Regions from separate parts of the Mus musculus genome. Here region 2 is linked to region 1. A link is a contact called in public HiChIP or PLAC-seq data. All regions are on one chromosome and are shown on one strand. The core of a region is the stretch at or near the end of the contact, and the rest is flanking DNA. Distances in the headings are between cores, read along the strand shown. Region 1 holds the start of Armh3 (armadillo-like helical domain containing 3). Region 2 holds the start of Mfsd13a (major facilitator superfamily domain containing 13a).

The links. HiChIP or PLAC-seq counts read pairs in DNA pulled down with a chosen protein or histone mark.
Region 2: a contact with region 1 is called in an HNF4G HiChIP or PLAC-seq map of pancreatic cancer cells. The contact joins the promoter of Mfsd13a here to the promoter of Armh3 in region 1. A contact is called at or near these places in 2 of 39 promoter capture datasets (both in liver), 3 of 115 datasets of contacts at active chromatin or transcription factors (bone marrow-derived macrophages, effector CD8 T cells and pancreatic cancer cells) and 2 of 9 other capture datasets (liver and pancreatic islet).

The regions. Positions count from the first base shown.
Region 1 is chr19:45,996,522-45,999,854 of GRCm38.p6, forward strand. Armh3 (armadillo-like helical domain containing 3) reads right to left here and starts at 1,967. Exons shown (of 26, transcript NM_198296.2): 1 at 1,895-1,967. 4930505N22Rik (RIKEN cDNA 4930505N22 gene) reads left to right here and starts at 1,616. Exons shown (of 2, transcript NR_152221.1): 1 at 1,616-2,198.
Region 2 is chr19:46,354,913-46,358,158 of GRCm38.p6, forward strand. It overlaps Mfsd13a (major facilitator superfamily domain containing 13a), which reads left to right and starts at 1,968. Exons shown (of 9, transcript NM_029186.2): 1 at 1,968-2,072.

The DNA of each region.
Region 1 (3,333 bases), core at 717-3,216:
CTGCAGGGAAAAAAAAAAAAACCCTGACTTTAAGCTAAGTGTCCGTCTCAAGTCAGTGTTCAATGAGTGCTGAAGCAACATTTACCCTCACATCCCTGAATCCATTTGTTATTTGGTCACATTTTCCTAGTTTTATGGATCCCTAAACTGTGCTGTGTGAAACCCCAAATTCTGGGTTGGTTTCTGTTATTATTTTTCCTGATTTTTTTAATGTTGTTGTGTTTTTTTAAAGATTTATTTATATGAGTATACTGTAGCTGTAGGTGTCTTCAGACACAGCAGAAGAGGGAATCGGATCCCATTCCAGATGGTTGTGAGCCACCATGTGGTCGCTGGGAATTGAACTCAGCACCTCTAGAAGAGCAGTCAGTGCTCTTAACCACTGAACCATCTCTCCAACCCCATGCTATTGTTTTTTAATATGTGTGTCTGTGTGTGGATGTGTGTTTGAGTGCAAGTACCCACAGAAGCCAGTTACAGGTACCTGTGAGCCAGGAGCTAGCTAGTGTGGGAGCTGGAAGCCATATTTGGATCTTCTGAAAAAGCAGGAAGTGCTCTTAAACCTCTGAGCCACCTCCGCATCCCAGATTCTGGGTTCTAAGTTGTTATCCAGGGTTTGTTTTCATTTTTGGTGGGTTTTGGTTTTAGTTTTTTGGGTTTTGTTTTTATTGTGTGTGTGTGTGTGTGTGTGTGTGAGCCCGCGCTAAGCTGTTCAGGCTGGCCTTGAACTCAATGTGTATTTCAGGCAGGTCTAAGTTGGAGGCCAGTTTGGTCTACAAAGAGAGTTAACAGCAAGGGCTACACAGAGAAACCCTGTCTTGGGAGGCAAAAAAATGTAAACATGACAAGGTACAATGACTGTCATAATAAGAACACATTAAAGGCTTGCTAATTCATTAAGAAAAGAATGACTTCCTTAACTATTGGAAGAGAAGTTATCAAAACCTTTCTTAGATCTGCTATCTTGAAAGCGTTTCCATGGAAACGACCATACATACAACATTCAGTCAAAAACATACCAAAGAAGATTTCAAGTCACTCTGTCCTAAATCATGGGCAGGAGATAAGCCTAGCTTGGTGAGGTACACTGAAATCACAGCATTTGGGAGGGAGAATCAGAAGGATCGCTACAAGTTCGAGGTTAGCCTGGTCTACATAGCTAGTTCTGAACCGGCCAGGGGCCCTAAGGCTACACATATGATGGCTCTAACACTAGCCATGTTTAAACACCATGCTTGCCCTATTTTCAAGGAAAATGCACTTAAGTTTAAAACTTTTTCTAGAAAGAAAAGTTGGGGAGGTTCCGATAGTCCCGCAACATTTTATTAGGACATGGCTGAAGTATATCCACTGTCCCATTAGCCAGGGACAACTTCCCCAGTGACTATCATTCTTCACCGTACGAGGGAAGGGGTGGGTTTCCTGGCTGGCACACACTCCTCGCATGAAAGCGCAGTGGGTTTATTAACTCTGCAAAAAGTGGGTGCTAAAAACGGAAGAGCGCAGGACCCGGCATCTGAACACTTCACGGGGACCGGCCACCTCCCGTCCGAGGCGCAGCTTTCCACCAGGAGCCGACCGGCTCGGGGTCAGCCCCGCGCTGGGGTCAAAGGTCAGCGCCTCGGCGTCCCCGAGGCCCCAGCGGGACCTCCGAGAGGCCGGACCCAGCCGGTAGCGGGCGATCGAAGGCAGCGAGGCGGACTCTGAGGTCCCAGGCCCGACCCTCCCACAGCAAGCGGCCCCAGCAACCGCAGCCCTCCCCTTGCTCTGTCACCCGTGTCGCCGCGGCACACTCAGGCCCCGCCCCCAGGGCCGCCTCTGCGTCCAGGCCTAGTAGGGCGGACCCGCAGAGGTCGGCCAGGTTCGAGGACCCGGCAGGGCCCGCGCCGCTTACCGAGCCCCCGGCTTCTCTAGCACCCTAGCAGCTCGCAGGCCTGCTCGCTCCCGACTCCGGCGACGCCGCCACTGCTCCGGAATCACGGGCGCGTTCCCGACCTCCCGACACTTTTCCCCCAGGCCGCCGCTCCCCGCCGGGTCCTAAAACCCTCCGCTCTTCAGGTTCTTTCACGCCCTCTTCCTGAAGCGGGTTCAGACCACGATTCCCAGCAAGCATCGCAAAAACTACAACTCCCAACAGACACCGCGAGAGAACTAGCCCTTCACCTGAAGTCACTGGCTTTAAATCGGCTCTAGTAGAGGTTTGTTGTTGTTGCTGTTTTCGTTATTTTAAATTCTGACCAGCCTACAACCCAATCTTATGGAGGTATTTTCTCATTTGGGGTCCCCTTCTCTCGGATGATTATTCCTGTATCAAGCTGACAAAAAATTATCCAGCACAGGTGAGAGCGAGGAGCTGCAGTCTAGAAGAATATACATAGCCATGCACGATGTGTCACGTCTGTTAATCCCAACCCTTGGGAACCAGAGATAGGAGGATGAGAGGTTCAAGATTAGCTCCATCTTTATAGCAAATTCAAGGGCAGCCTGTGCAACAAGAAACCTTGTCTTTTTTTTTTTTTTTTTTTTTAGGTTTTCCGAGAAAAAGTCTGTGTAGCCCTGGCTGTCCTGAAACTTGCTCTGTAGACCAAGCTGGCCTCAAACTCAGAGATCCACCGGAGAGAGACAGAGAGATACAGTCACAGAGACACACTGGAGATATGGCTTAGCAATTAAGAACACTGGCTATTTTCACAGAGGTCCCAGGTTCAATTCCCAGCACTCAGAACTGTCTGTTACTCCCATATTCCTGTAACTCCCATCTTTCTCTGGCCTCTATGGGCACCAGGCACACACAAAGTACACATAGATAAAGGCAGAGCATCCATACACATTAAAAAAAAAAAAACAAGGGGAGAGAAAGAGAAGGAAATGGAAGAGAGGGAGAAAGGGGAGGGAGGAAGGAGCCATGCCTTGAATAATCGGGGTAAATGATTTGTATTTAGTCATTAGGTGCAGTTTCCAAAGGCTCTAACTCTTGGTCAAGAGATGCAAGGGTAGCCAGGCAGCAATGCTGCATGACTTTAATCCCAGCACCCTGAAGGCAGAAGTAGGCAGATCTCTGGGAGTTCTAGACCAACCTGATCTACAGGGCAAGTCCCAGGGCAGCCAGGATTATGCAGAGAAACCTTGTCTTAAAAGCAAACAAACAAAAAGATGGGAAGAGACCTATAGCAACAAAAGGCCCCTGGAGAAAAAACTGTTTTAGGCAGGAAGATGATATTAAGGGCACATTAGGATCAAAATGCCTGATAGATGTCCAGACAGAAATATCTAGCAGACTGCTAGATGCCGTTTATTGGTACTCAGCCCAGCTATTAGACTGTAGCTAAATTA
Region 2 (3,246 bases), core at 718-3,217, 360 kb after region 1:
CTCAGGGTAGGTGTTTTAGGGTTTTACTGCTGTGAACAGATACCATGACCAAGGCAACTCTTAAAAGGACATCATTTAATTGGGGCTGGGTTACAGGTTCAGAAGTTCATTCCATTATCACCAGGCAGGCATGGTGCAGGAGGAGCTGAGAGTTCTTCACCTTCATCTGAAGGCTGCTAGCAGAATATTGACTTCCAGGCAGCTAGGAAGAGGGTCTTACAGCCCACATCCATAGTGACACACCTGCTCCAACAGGGCCACACCTTCTAATAGTGCCACTCCCTGGGCCGAGCATATACAAACCAACACAGTAGGGAAACCAAACAGATAGCAGCGGGTCCTATTTGATTGCTTAGAAACTGGACTGAGCCATACAGACTTGATTTTAAAGGTCTAGTAAGTGTGGAAGAGGAAGGACTCCTCTGAGACTCCAGAGAAGTCTGGTCTAACCTGGTTGGGCATCTGGTTGTATGAAATTTGTTGAAGGCTGGGCACGGTGGTGCACATCTTTAATCCCAGCCCTTAGGAGGCAGAGGCATGAAGATCTCTGTGAGTTCAAGACCAATCTGGACTAGAAAATGAGTTCTAGGGCAGCTAGTGCTGTTAAAGAGAGAAACACTGTCTCGAAAAACAGAAACAATTCATTGACTGTTTCTCTGAACTTCAGGGTTTTTGCTTGGTTGGTTGTTTGGTTGGTTGGTTTTTGAGATGGGATTTCTCTGTATGCCCTACCTTTCCTGGGACTTGCTTTGTAGATCAGGCTGGCCTTGAAAGCAGAAATTCACCTGTCTCTGCCTTCCCAGTGCCAAGACTAAAGGTATGTGCAGCCGCCACCAGCACCCAGTGGTTATTTTCATCTGTAAGTGGAAATAATAGCATCTACTTCCCATGTATAATTTGAGGAAGAGGCATTTGGAACGGTGCACCTATCCTGCAAAGTACATAATAGTAGGTGGCTGAGCAGTTCTTTTATGTGTGTGTATCGCCAGCCCTGTTTTTGTTTTTAGTTTGAGATAGGGTTTAAAGTGCCCGGATTGCCCTTAATTCACTCTGTATTCAGCACAGGCTAGCCTTCTATGTAGCAAGAATTACAGACTATGCCTTTAACCTCGGCACTCAGAAGGTGGAAATTATCAGATCTTTGGGAGTTCGAGGCCAGCCTGGTCTACATAGTGAGTTCCAGAAGAGCTAGAGCCACATGGAGAAACCCTGTCTCGTAAAACAACACCACCACCACCACCACAACAACAACAACAACAACAACAACAACAACAACAACAACAGGAATTTCAGAAAGGCACAATCAGGCATTACTTCCTCTTCTAATTCTTGTTTTTTTTTTTTTTTTTTTTTTTTTTTTTAGGTTTTTCGAGACAGGGTTTCTTTGTGTAGCCCTGGCTGTCCTGGAACTCACTCTGTAGACAAGATGGCCTCCAACTCAGAAATCCGCCTGCCTCTGCCTCCCAAGTGCTAGGATTAAAGGCATGCGCCACCACGCCCGGCTTCGTCTTCTAATTCTTATTACTACCACTACAAAGAAGTCGGGCAGCATGGGTTGTGGGTTAATGGCCAAGTGCCTGTGTCTACCATCTCCTGCCCTGGCTCTCCATTCCTTTGATTCCTCATGCCCACAGCTCAAGCTGGACTTTGCACTCGCAGGCTCACAATCCAGCCGTAGGTAGTCTCTGCTAAATTCTCATCTTCTGAAATTAGGATCGGGGAAGAGAAGGGAGAGTCCCCAAGAGGAACTTGCTTTGAGCTGAAATGACAGTTTTCGTGGAGGTAAGAGAGAGGAGATAAGTACTTCAGGAATCCAGGCAACCTGCCCCTGTTGCCTGATGCCCGTTTTCTTTTGGGTCCCTAAGGGAAATAGCCCATTACAAACATGGCAGCGACAGCCTCAGGCGCGGTCACCTGCCCGAGCTGCTATCGGGAGAGCCGTGCGGAGCCAATAGCTGGGAAGGGGCGGAGGGAGAGACTGGGGAAGCCCAAGGCTGCTAGCGCGCAGGCGCACTGGCTGGCACCTGGCTCCCCCGCTGCCGCGGAATTAGGCATCGTCTGCCAGGATTGCGGTGAGCTGCTGGCCCACGGCCCAGGACCTCTCCGGTCCCGGAGGAGCGGGCCGGACCCCGGGGCTGATCTGATACAAAGGACCAGCCCGAGGGTGGGGCGGGAATGCGTTGCGCTGTTTGAGTCATTGGGACACTTTGCGCGGTTCCTTAAGGTGCCAGATTATGGATTGGAAAATTCTGGGGTCAGGAGGAATTGGGACCAAGGGGCAAGTGTAGAATCCCCGCTGAAGGTCTCTGTTGGGGTAAGAAAAGGGGATGCACCGTCCAGGTTGCTCCTTGAGGAATCTGAGTTCATGGATGCAATGGTTCAGGCCGGGATTCACTCATTGACCTAGTGGCCCTTAAACCTGGTAGCAGAGTAGAACCACTGGATAGTTTAAAAGATGCTGGGCATCACCTCCAGAGATCCCAATTTTAGAGGTCTGAGCGAGGTCCGAGCCTAGGTGTTCTAGAATAGCTAGCTCTTCAGGTAATGTGCAAACGAAATGAAAACCACTACACGTGTTTCTGAGTAGAAAGCTCCTGGGTTGATTCCCAGTTAATTCCTCAGAGACTTAGAAGTGGCCAGCGATTCTGAGGTGAGTCGGCTCTGACACTTTCGTGCCACCATAAAATCCTGTGAAGGACCGAGAAAGTCCCTCTGGCAATGGGTGAAAACTCCATTTTCCATCCGAGGAGGGTGAACCTGTTAACTCGCGGGAGAGAGTCGGGCTCCTTCAACAACTCTCCTGCGGGCTCCTTCATTCTGCGGAGACTGACCAGGGAGTGAAACAGCTAACAATCCAGTCAGCAGCTTGCTGAGAAAATGACACGCCTAGTATTTGCTTTGTTATTATGACTTGAAATTCCACCTGCTCATTCGATACTGGCAGGACAGGCAGCAAACAGATTTGCTTTTTCCACAGACGTGGGAACAAGTTTTGTGGCTACGTGAGGATAGCGTTCATCCTTGACCCAAGCACTGCTGATACATACAGTATTACTTAGTAGTTTTTCCCCTCTGTGGTCTCTACAGGCTCCCTCCTGAAGGGAGTGGGAACCGCCTACCCTCCTCCTCCTGATAGTCTTCCTTCCGGGCCCAGCCGGTTACTCCTTGGTTTCCTCCCTCAATTGTACTCTGTCACCAGAGGTTGCTGCGGTTGGCCAATCTTTCCTGTTGTTAATCTCCCAGAAA